2 separate regions of the Gossypium arboreum genome follow, and region 1 is linked to region 2. Evidence: chromatin contacts called from public Hi-C data. All regions are on one chromosome and are shown on one strand. Each heading gives the region's core, a stretch centred on a gene start, on an enhancer-like site or on the middle of the called end of the contact. The rest is flanking DNA. Distances are from core to core; before and after follow the strand shown. Region 1 holds the start of LOC108454478 (uracil phosphoribosyltransferase). Region 2 holds the start of LOC108456581 (40S ribosomal protein S23).

Region 1 (6,250 bases), core at 1,605-4,104, 190 kb after region 2:
TTAACACAAAATTAAGAATAGACAATCTCAAGTCATTGACCATAATGTAAACAAACCTGCAAAGCATATTCACTAATAAACTAAGCTAAAATAACGCTCAGCAACCCCTTTCAACTTGGTGATAGGCTAAAAAAATCAAAATTGCATATAGATAATTTTTTCCTTGACTTTGCTTTTCACTCATGTACCGTAGCTCCGGTCTCCTGCATCTCCAAGTCCAGGAATTATAAACCTGACACCAACGAAACCACAGTAGTCAAATATAAAATCTTCTCACAACCATAAGGCAAGTCCGGTGGAAAGACCAACCTTACCCTTTCTCATTAACAGTAGGATCAATAATTCCAGTATATACATGAAGCCTGAAAATCAGAAAACCAGTAGAAAAAAAAAATCGAAATGCTATAAAACTGTCCAAGTTTTCTCTTCATGGAAACTACATTTGGAATTTAATTACCCAGGGAATTTCTCGCTCAGCTTTTGAAGGGCTGGAGGAGCTGCCAGAGCAGATATCTGTTATAGAGCAACACACTTCATTAGTAAAGTGTTTTCGTAGTCTACATATAGTTGGTATGTGGGAGATTTAATGGCTGAAGCTTGACTGCTAATAGGGGCTCAACCTAAGAGTTTTGTCTAGAAACTTCTAAAAGAGGTCATGGTCTTCTAATAGAACTATGTATTAGATGAACAAGCGAGCAATATAAGATACTATTTATACGCATTTTAGCCCGAGGCAATGAGAATTTGATATCATAAACTAAATGCATTAGCGATTAACTGAAATATTTAACAACGAACATGTATACCTAAGAACTTCCAAAATGTAAATACAACTGAAACTAAAAAGGATTCTTCCAAATTATTTACCACTTTAATTTGCTTGTTGTCAACTCCACGTTCCTTTATGAGGTTGAGTGCAGCCACAATTGTGCCACCTAAAATTTTTAACACAAAAATTAGCTAAAGTAGAACAATTAAAACACAAAGCACACATCTGTAATAATTTGAGATACACAGGTACAAGGAAAATAGGTATATTATATTGACATTGAGGGAAAATGCCAGAAAGCTTAATAGTTATACAGGATGGATATAATATAAGATATCAATATGTTGGATGAAGATTAGAACCTGTTGCTAGCATAGGATCTACCACAAATATTCGAGATCCTTCAGGAAATTTGTCAGGCAACCTACAGAGGAAATTAATAAATTACACACACTATAACATAAGTAACAGTAAACAGCCACTAATGAGACTTAACAAGAAATTAAGTCGGTACTGAAGCAAAGCAAAAGGATGAAATCAAGTTCTGATCAAACTAAAATGCTACAGTATACTTCAACTAGAAGGTGAAGTTCCAATTGATTACAATACCAAGAAAAGTGAAGTGAATTCTTACTTATTAAGATAAACACTTGGCAAGAGTGTCTCTTCATCTCTGCTTAACCCTTCATACATGAACCCACAAGTAATCAATCATAAAGAAGGTGAAGGGATAAAAGCTACAGTCTTAACTAACAAGTAGGAATCAAAAGCTGGGCTGGGAGGTGGACGGGGAGAACTTGGTAGCTTTTACACCCAGCTTACCTAAATGGTATGTTTTTGTAGCTGGCAAAATGGATGATGCGTGTTCAGCCAAAGCAAGACCAGCTCTTAGGATTGGAACAATCTGAGAAACTAAAACAAAAAGGTATTAGATACTGACTTAACATAAAATTTTCTGCTCAACCAACTCAGAGAGACATCAGGAATAAAAAAGCTGGAGCAAAAACTAACCGCCAAAGGTTCCCTTGGGTCGACAAATTCAACTGAAGCAATAGCCATTGGCGATTGAATCTCTCCTGTTACAGTAGGCTGGCAGCAGTAAACCCAAAGATACATATAAGTACCAAGAAATGCCACTAAAATTTAGAATGAACATAGATGATTTTTCCCAAGGCATAAAAAGGAAAGGCATTCACAACATAATAACTTACCAGCCAATCCCTTGAAGCTTCATACATAAGTAGCCTCCCCAACTCAGCCATGGCATTTTCTGATAAAAAGGAAGAACAAAAATTGATATTGAGATCTTATCCTATCCAAGATAAGCTTATTATAATCTAAATTCCAAGAGAACTCACTGAAAATGGGGCAAGGAGTTTGCTCATTTCTCAAAACCGAAATCCAGTGCTTAATTAACGGATGTGGAGGCACAAACACCTTAAAGAAACATTATTTAAAAAAAAAAATCCAAACTCAAAAACAAGAAACTACGTCGTATCCAGGAAAACAGAAACCAAAGGTAAAGAAGAAAACCGACCAGCATTCTATCATCGGAAATAGGCTTTTCCTCGGTGGCCATATGAGAATTGACCGTCACAAAGCCCATGTGTCGCCTCCGCAGCCACCGAGAAGTCGATATAGAAAGCTTGTAAAGAAGAAAAAGAGAAGATTAGTGGAGATTTTGGTGAATGAAATGGCGCTAAAGTTGGAGAATAAGAAAAAAATAAAATATGGGTGGGGATTGAAGTTTCACCTTAAAGGGATGGCTGGGGTGGCTGTGGGAGTGGGGTTTAAAAGGAGGAATAAGGAGCGTAGGGTTTTTGAGGGGCACGAAACGCGGCGTATGGGAGGAAGGACACCGGAGATTAAAATTAATACGGCAAGCCATGCATCCGATGATTTCGAAATCTCTGACCAAACCCAAATCGCCCAAATTTACGTTTAAGTGTAGTTGTTGGAACTGCCTTTTTTCGTTTTGCCTTTTGCAAGATAAGACCCTCACTTTCCCTTTTTTGGGTCCCAAATAGAGGGATTTTGTTCTCTTCCCTCTTTTGGATCAGATTTTAGGCCACTTTGGGCCGTTCCTACACTTTCTTCTTTAATTTTAAGGCAGACTTCACTTTGGGTTTCTTAATTCAATATTTTTTAGGTAACATTATTATGATTAAATCTTTTTTAAATTTATTTAAACCTTTAAGCAGACCAATTAGATATGGCTTTCAAAACCAAATAGTAGCTTAAAGTCGGGGCCCATTTTGCCTGGCACTTGTACTATCAGCTTCAACTTACAAATATGTTTTATTTAAGAATTTATTAATATTTTTAAATCTTTAGATATTTTGATAAAGTCTTATAATATTGATAAATCTTTAAAAATATTAGTAAATTTTTAGATATTTTAGTAAAAGTTTTTCCTATTGTTTTTTTAGTGGACCTCACCCTATAATTTGTTTTAGTGCGGCATGTGATGCATAAGGGTCATCCTTTGAGGTTGCAGCCATCGGTGCCTGGCAAGTGCATGGTCTGCAATGATACATGCACGTCTTGGCACCCTTTGCTGCTTCGATCTTCACCTCAAGTGTATTTTAGCATCTAGTGAGGAAGCATCAACGACATCCACAGCTCAATCTTTGAAAACATCAACTCAACCACCATCATCAGCCCCGCCTGCTTTTGGTGCTTGTTATGGTTATGGTTATCGCTATGGGGCATTTCCACCACCTCCAAATTTTACGTATGCTTATGGAGTCCCTCTTGCACCGCTCTATTTAGTCCTTATGCTAATGGCCATGGAATCCCATTTAGGTCGTTCAAGAAAAACTTCCATTATCAGCATGGTAATAGTGGTCAAGGTGGTGGAAAGCTCGTTGTTTTTGGAGCCTTGTTCACGTGATCGGCCTGGTTCACGTGATCGAGCTCATAACAGCATTGGTGTTTCAGCTGCTTCCCTTTTATCTAATTTTCTCTATCCAAACATTGTAATTTAAAGCTGTTTAGAACAATGTAAAATTCCTGGAGTGTGTAATTCCAACATGGAATTGGACATTTAAAGTTATAATCTGAAGGAATAATTCATTTCTTTAGATGATAAGCAATCAAAAGGCCAACAATTCATTGTTCCTAAGACAAAACTTTGTCCCTGCCTTGTCTTTTGTGTAGAGAAAGTAGAACGAAAACATAATAGAATCAGCATCATCTCATATTTCACCATCCCACAGTTCTTCAAGGCTCTTGTAAGGACTACAAGTTGGATGTAATGCGAATTCCCCGCGGAGGAGTCTTTGCTGCGAAAGAGAATCGAGAATTCTTTAGTATAATAGTATGCATTATTCATGTACGTTCATATATGATGAGTCATTTTTTTTTCTTTTTCCAGCAAAACACAAATACGACACAAAGGCATGTTTTACCTGATGGATGCTTGAGAATTCGGCGAAGATCTCCGGAGGTATGGACCAATCAAAAAGGCTCAAGTTTTGCTTGATCCTAGACTCGTTCACACTTTTCGGAAGGACACTGTGACCACTCTGAATACCCCACCGCAGAGCAACTTGTGCTGGAGACTTGTTAAGTTTTTCAGCAATTTCAACCAAAATTGGTTCCTTCAGTACTTCTCCTTTAATCCAAGACCCTGGAGATCCTAGAGGGGAATATGCCTGCAACAATATTCAAATTCATATGCTTCAAATGTAAAGAGTCTCTGTACTATATAACATGATTGAAACAAAATTGATTATGCGTTGTTATACCGATAGATGAACACCAGTAGACATGCACAAGTTGTGTAACTCAGGCTGCTGCCAAACAGGATGGCATTCAACCTGATTGACAGCAGGAGGAACTTTGGCATACTTGAGCAGATCCTGCAACTTCTTAGTCGAGAAGTTGCTGACTCCAATGGCTCGAGCCTTACCAGATTTATACAAGCTCTCCATTGCAGCCCATGTCTCTGGAAGACAAAGGGGAGCCATCATTTCAGGGTCCCATCCTCTCATGCCAGGCTTTGTACGAAATGGCCAATGTATCTACATTTGTGAAAGTCAAGGTAATGGGGGAAAAAATGAACTAAAATAGCATATTTTCTTCTTCTTTTTTTGAAAGATTAAAATTGCATATTGTCATTGATGGTTTCAGTGGTAAACATACAAGATAGAGATCAACATAGTCAAGTTGAAGGTCTTCTAGAGTTCTGGTCATTGCCTTTGGGACGTCTTCAGGTGCATGATCACAACACCTTTCAAAAAAAAAGGAAAATAAAAATGGAATTGAATTCATCTTTAACCTGAATATAAAATCTGGGGTTTTACTTTACCATAGTTTTGATGTGATGAACAGTTCTTTCTGCTTCACCACTTCTGAAGAAAACAGTCCCTTCAAAGCAAGCCCAATCTACATTTTCAAGTCTCAGTTGTGAACAAATTGGTAAATCAAATTACATAATAATAATAATAATAACCAAAAAAGAAAATGGAAAATTTTACCTCTTTTTCATTATCATAAACATGGGCACAGTCGATGTGTCGATAACCAGCCTACAAAAAAAATGTCTCCATTTCTTTTATAATACACATTGTTCGTAAGGAAAGCAGAAAGAGAAAGTAGAAATCAAAAGGCACCTTGACTGCAGTCACAACAGCTTCACCAACAACACCTGGAGAAGCTTTCCAGGTTCCCAAACCAACAGACGGCATTTTAGCTCCAGTGTTGAGCTCAAAGTAAAAAGGCCCATGTCCAGTTCCCTTGTCCATTTTTCCCGTACACTGATTGACTGGTGCTATGATATTGGTATTGCAAATGTGAGACGATGATATCAATGATTTTACTGGCAGAAAAGAGAGAACAGCGATTCTTCAGCTTTGGTCCTGGAATCCGGTGGTTTAGTTCCGTATGGAACCTATCATGTTCATTTCTATTAGACTCCTATACGTAACAAAGTTCGAAATTCCCACAACTACAATCAGAAGACCTTGTTTGACACACGTCTTTCTAAGGTTCATCAACGATTGCTTGCACCAAACAATTAACTTTTATCATTTTTCAATATACTACCTAGTTTCAACTTACATATATGTTAACACACTTCTCTTGTGATAAACAGTTACGAGTTAAAAGACCATATATATTGCTTGTATAATAAATATGAGGTTAAATTGATAAATATATGTATGGTTTGGGTAGGTCCACTTATTTATGCAGCAGCCCTTATGGCATGGAATCTGCATCTGCTTTGCTCATGCTAGAGCTTTCTTATTTTAGTAGTAGTCTTTGATTGATCATTAGACATGGACATACACAGCTTATAGTGACAACTAAAATCTCTTTCTTCTTCGTTCATTTCACGAGTGACATGTGTAAATTATAGATTTAATTCTTGTATGTTTAATATAGTCACTTTTAATTCATGTATTTTTAAAATTTTAAAATTTCAATTTTAGTCAAGCAATAGTTATTAAATTCATTAAGGGTATACCTAACGGTGAA
Region 2 (6,011 bases), core at 315-2,814:
GTTTGCCAGATGTAGATGCAGCTGCAACTAGGGCATCATCTTGCACTGAATCCTCATCAGCTTCATCAGCTCCAACATCAGAATCAACAACTCTATGTTTCCCTTTATTCTACTAGTAAGAATATTTCAATTTAGGCGATGGGGGCTCAGTAACTTCATCCTCTTGCACCATGTCTTTCTTTTTGTTGTAGCATGATCTAATAGATGAGTGAGGGAAAAGATAGCATCTGCCTAGTGTTCTTGGTTTTTGTGTGTTTGGTAATCTCATTAAATATTAGTTTACCAAGAAGAACATGAATAAATGAAACTACCTTATATGGTTATATTGCCATCTTTTTATTGACAACCATCTTTTGCTTGGAGGGCAGCTAATTTCTTATAGCAATAGCATATTATGCAGCCTAGGTAGGCTCATGCTCTGAAGTTATGAAATCTTGACCTTTTGACCAAGTGGAACAGATTTTGTTTGTGAGTTGGGAGGCAAGTTGATCGTGGACAGTAATGAAATTATCATCATCTTCACTACGACTTGTTGATCACTGCAAGACTGAATGTAAAGAAGTATCTTTGCACATAAGCTTGCATGTAGTGCACATCATCCTTATCTGCATGTCTTCTGGAGATTGACATAAAAATCAAGCACCAAGTTCTTTACATAGGGCTTGACATAGGACACAAAAAACAAGATTTCATTTTCCTCTAAAAAGATGTCCATGTCATGCTCTACAAAACCCATCTTCTTGAATATTTCATTCATTGATGAAGCCTTTCTCAACCATAAACTTCATCCTCTTTGCACAGAATGGGGTAAGGAATCGAGATTTTCTCTGTTCAGGCACATGGCCTAGCAGCATCAGCAGTTTCATCAAGGATGTTTGGAACGTCAACATCTTTCAATTTCTTGTTTCTTTTCTTGGTTGAAGAGGGGGCACTAACTCTCTTGAAGTAGTGTTTTGTAACTTGTGGTGCCAAATTAGCCAACGGCAGATGTTTTCATCGTTAGTATCTTTAGTAGCAACGATTTTTCTCTTTCTTTCTGCTCTATTTTTCTTTGTAACCTGAGTGATAAAAGGTTCCTTCCATTTTCCAACAACCTTCATCTTTCTATACTTAGTTTTGATCTCCTTGGTTATAAATGCCCTGGTATGTCTTTGAGTTGCAAGACCAGTTGCAACTGAGGAACATCTGGTTGCTGTCGTTGCACATTTTGCTCCTGATATGACAAATGGATATATATATCCGAATATGACAATGTCTTCCAATGCTTTTTTTAATGGAACTCTAACATTGTAAACAAAATCTATTATTTTTGGAAGAAAATCCCTTCTACTTATTGAAAATCAACAAAGTTGCTACAGTTCCAGTTTCTGTTACTGTTACTGTTATTTTCTAAGGAATGTTATTAGTAGATTAAAATTAGAGATTAAAAATAGTTTTTCTTTGTGATAAATAAATAATTCACTAGATTATTGTAATTATTATTATTATTATTGGACTAGTTTTAAAAGATAAATGAAATGGCGTAGGTATGAGGCCCAATTTGTAAGGCGAATACCATAGCCCACTTTATTTGCCGCATCGTTTCCTAGGGTTAGGATCGTTTGGGTTTAAAACTCGCTCACTGCAGCAACTGCTGTTTCCCTCTTGTCTTCGCCTCCAAATCTCTCAAAACCTTCATTCCATCCCACTCACCCCGAACAACCTCTCTCCACCAACATGGGGTATGTGTTCTTCTTCTCCTTACTTCTTTTAGCTCTAATCGACATATTCTAGCAACTTGTTTATGTTCCTTTTTTTTTTTTTTAAAGTGTTTAAGCTACTCTTGTTTATTCAGTGAAAGGGATGACTTTTCATGAAAACCGTTGGTTTTTAAAATCTGGGTATTGGATCTTGAAGTCTTTTGTTGGTTCCATTCTTTGTTTAAGGCGAGTGTTGAATAAGTTGGGGGAAGAACAAAGGAAATTTTTTTACAGCCCGGGGTTCTGGTTTTAGATGCTCCGAAAGTTTGAATTTTGGTTGCTGTTTTAGATTTCTAGAACTAAGTTTGGACTACTGAATTCGAATTTGGGTTATTGATTTCTTGTTTGACTAGTAGAAACAAAATGTCTGTTTCGATTTGGGTTTTAAGATTTAGGAGGAATTACTCTTGAACGAAGCTTGTTTGAAATCATATCTCAAATGACAATTAGAATACAGAAATATTAAGTAATGGCTTAATAATATAAAAATGTTATAGGAAAACACGTGGTATGGGAGCGGGGCGCAAGCTGAGGACCCACCGCAGGAGGCAGAGGTGGGCTGATAAGGCATACAAGAAGTCTAACCTTGGAAATGAATGGAAGAAGCCATTTGCCGGTTCTTCCCATGCTAAAGGAATTGTCCTTGAGAAGATGTAACTCTTATTTCCTTTTCTTTTTAAATTTGTTTGGTTCTAATGTTTTCATTCAACTCTTATTTCAAACAAGTTCACTGAGGCATTGGTACATGCAGAGGTATCGAGGCTAAGCAGCCGAACTCTGCCATCCGAAAGTGTGCTAGAGTTCAATTGATCAAAAACGGCAAGAAGATTGCTGCTTTTGTTCCAAATGATGGTTGCTTAAACTACATTGAAGAGAATGTGAGTATTACTGAACTGAAAATAGTTAAAGCCTTAAGGTATGGTTTTCGCTGCTACACTTTTGATGATTAATATGTTAATGTAGGATGAGGTGTTGATTGCTGGATTTGGACGAAAGGGTCATGCGGTTGGTGATATTCCTGGTGTTAGGTTCAAGGTTGTGAAGGTGTCTGGTGTCTCACTCTTGGCACTCTTCAAAGAGAAAAAAGAGAAGCCTAGATCTTAAGTTTGCAATGAGGAAAAGATGGCTTTCATGATCTTTCTATAGTTTTACTTAAAACTGAGAGCATTCTGTTGCCTGGTAGCTTTTCTGGACTTTTGATTATTTTCTGGCTATTATTGTATTGAATTTTTGGTGTCATCGTTTGATCAAAAAGATTTTGGTGCTTTATATCTGTTCCAAAATGTTCATTCTTCCGCTTGCTATGATTTTGATGCGTTGACTTATGCAACTGCGTAAATAAAATGATTCGATTCGTACTTAATCAAAACATTTGAGTTATAATTAATTACTTAATTGTTGATAAAAGGAAGAACAATATAAAATAAAATAAAAGTTGGTAATTTTAGTTATTCAGGATTACACCTCCTCTAACCATTAGGGTGAGTTATAATGAATGTTAAATAAAATGCTAAAAACAATTTTGGTTGTTGATTTAGTCAAATTAGTGCATAAGAGGTAGGACTGAATTATAAATAATTATTTGTTGTAAATAAAATGTAAAATTAAAGAACAAAACCAGATTAAATAGGTTCTTGGTAATTCCAAGTCTATTGTGAAAAATCAGGTCGAATGGTTGGCTAACTAAAAAAGAAATTTAGTAATTCTAGTATTTCTAAACCACATTTCGCAATGTATAGTATTATAATAAGAAAGGGCAATTAATTTCATAATGCCATGTATTTCAATAATGAGATTCTTAGTTTTTAGTTATGCAAAGAATTAGAGGTCACAATTGGGTTGATTCAAATATTATTAATATTTAAATATTAGAGTTGCATATTTCATGATGATCAAATATGGATTGAATTTATTAAGCCAAATGTGTGCTTCTAGGGTTTTTTCGTATTAATTTTTGTTTTAAATTTTAGACTTATTTTGACAAAATGAGATATGTTTTATAGCTTTGAATATTATTTGATAAATTTTCAAATTCTTTTATAAATATTTTTATATAAAAAATTTCAACAACTTTTAAATTATTTTTACTATTTTAAATATAAAATATTTATTGTACAATAAAAATAAAAAATTACTATATATTAAATAAAAATAGAATTACATTCAGTTTCGAGTACGGCGACTTTTAAAATTACCTTCAGTTTTTAATTTTTCTTGCTCAACCCTAGTTCACACGTACCAATAGTAGACGTCCATCCTGTCAATTTGTTTGTCTTCTGTTCAATGGGAGTACAAACTTGGAGCCTGAGATGATTTATGAATGAAGATTGTCAATATACATGAAAGCTGTTTATTGGATTTAAGGGTTTTAAAGTATGCAAATGCATCGGAAAAGATAAGATTGCATTTATTGGATTGGTAATTCATACAGTGTTTAGTAGTCCTATAGCTGCTAAGAATTTGCCCCGACTTGCTGGGTCTGTATACTTGTTGGTACTAAAAACAATCCACAGATTCTATAAGTAAATATCTTCTTGTTGGTATGACACTGACAGTTTAAAAAAACTAAGAACAATTAATCTCGTAAAAATCCCATCCCAAGAACAAGTACAGCAACTTTCAATTACAAGCCTGGCAGAAATTTGCATGGTCAAGAAGGCAGATTTGTTTGGCACAGAACTATATAAAATCATGTATGCAAACTGGGCATAAAATTATACTCTGAAATAAAGAGTTGTTTGCAAGTACATTTTCAATGTGGGCACAATCTATATGAGACAACCTTCTTTTTCTTCTTCCTTAATAAATCTTGCTCTCATTGCATAATAAATATGTCTGGACACAAATGGTAATATGATGGCAAATCCAATCCATGACTTCATCTTTAAGTTCTTACTTCATAACTGAAAACCTCTAAAACGCGCTCCATAAGACACTATCTACTCAAGATCAGGATCAGATCCCAACTTGGTGGAATTTGAATCTGGAACCCTCATTGCTGGAAAGGAGTACAAAATGCTACCAGAGTGTATTATATAGCCTACAAGGCTTTTTACCTAGATCCACACCAAGGTACCTTGAGAAAACCAAACAAGATTTTTCCACTTATCTTAGCTGTTCTTGTGTAAGATGCTCTCTGGAATCGATAAAATGGTCCTCTTGTCTACTGCCACTGCTGTTCCTGATAAACTTTTTAGTGGTGCATCAATATTGTAAAATGAATCCTTGACCGAGAAAGGTTTCCTTGACCCAGAAGTAATTTCAGAAGTCACTGAGGAATGAGTGGGGTTTGACAAAATGTTTACAAACAACTTTCAGCCATGAGCAAAATGATAATCAGAAATGGCTTCTTTACGAGTGCCTGAATTTATATCCACTTCCACAGGGCCTCCGTTTGCAACAAAACCAGTAATTTGGTCTTCAAGAGGAGCATCTTCCTTGGTGGTGTTATAAAGGGAAAGTGTGTTAGTCTTAAAGTATGGTTGACTGTATGTCTCTTTTTCAGCAGCTTCTTTCAATGTGACAATGTGTTGAACATCAGACTCGGAAGTTAAATTATCAGCAGTTTGAGGTACTCCATCAAGAGGAACAATCTTGGCATCCTTTATGCGAGCACCATCCTTGCCTCACACACCCACTATTTGGCTTACTACTGTTTCAACAGAACCAATTCCCTGAGCCTTTGAGTAACTTCCTCTATCAGTTCTAGGAGAGGATTTATTCTGAAGTTTTGGAGATGTGCCAGGGCTGCTTTTGAGGTTTCTTGAAGCACTTGGTACCTTTGTTGGAGCATTTGAAGGTTTTTGAATTGACGAGGAAGATCTAGATCTTACAAGGGAGGAAGTTTGCTTAACATCAACTTTGGGGCCCTTGATTGCAGTGAGGATTCTAACAGGTTGAAACTTTCCAATCATTGCACTGTTTGAGCTTCCACTAGGACTAGTGCTTTTTGCTTCAATATTAGGCGAGTCACTAGTTCCACCAGGATGATACAACATATTCCCATTTGGACTACGACCTGATGATCTTACCTGCATTCATGATCAAAACAAAATTGAGCTAAAAAGAATACAAGCAGGCAATTTGTCCATTTGGATTTCGTCAAAGAATAGACACAGACAGGTTCTATCTCCTTTCCTGCTGAAGATTCTGATATGAAAATCTCTGTTTGCTTATTCTTAACCACAGTTAAAGATGGAAATTTTAAGAAATAAGAACTAACCCCATCAAAGAAGCCAATTTTTGGTGATGGCAATTGAAGGCTGGAGGGTT

Evidence for each region. Hi-C and Micro-C count contacts between places; a contact is called where the count stands out from the background.
Region 1: a contact with region 2 is called in a Hi-C map of leaf, with 2.7 times the contacts expected there. The contact joins the promoter of LOC108454478 here to the promoter of LOC108456581 in region 2. A contact is called at or near these places in 2 of 5 Hi-C or Micro-C datasets (both in leaf).

Annotation. Positions count from the first base shown.
Region 1 is chr9:79,905,538-79,911,787 of ASM2569848v2, forward strand. LOC108454478 (uracil phosphoribosyltransferase) reads right to left here and starts at 2,855. Exons shown (of 11, transcript XM_017752955.2): 1 at 2,523-2,855; 2 at 2,307-2,414; 3 at 2,128-2,206; 4 at 1,981-2,039; 5 at 1,781-1,858; 6 at 1,592-1,673; 7 at 1,404-1,452; 8 at 1,132-1,193; 9 at 868-935; 10 at 458-513; 11 at 1-232. The coding sequence starts at 2,657. The coding sequence ends at 181. LOC108456068 (NADPH-dependent aldo-keto reductase, chloroplastic-like) reads right to left here and starts at 5,796. Exons shown (of 7, transcript XM_017754661.2): 1 at 5,386-5,796; 2 at 5,251-5,301; 3 at 5,082-5,158; 4 at 4,916-5,003; 5 at 4,519-4,794; 6 at 4,180-4,425; 7 at 3,822-4,053. The coding sequence starts at 5,517. The coding sequence ends at 3,967.
Region 2 is chr9:79,720,262-79,726,272 of ASM2569848v2, forward strand. LOC108456581 (40S ribosomal protein S23) reads left to right here and starts at 1,565. Exons shown (of 4, transcript XM_017755128.2): 1 at 1,565-1,721; 2 at 2,237-2,392; 3 at 2,491-2,617; 4 at 2,703-3,022. The coding sequence starts at 1,717. The coding sequence ends at 2,843. It overlaps LOC108455526, which reads right to left. Exons shown (of 8, transcript XM_017754074.2): 7 at 5,962-6,011; 8 at 4,523-5,770. The coding sequence ends at 5,366.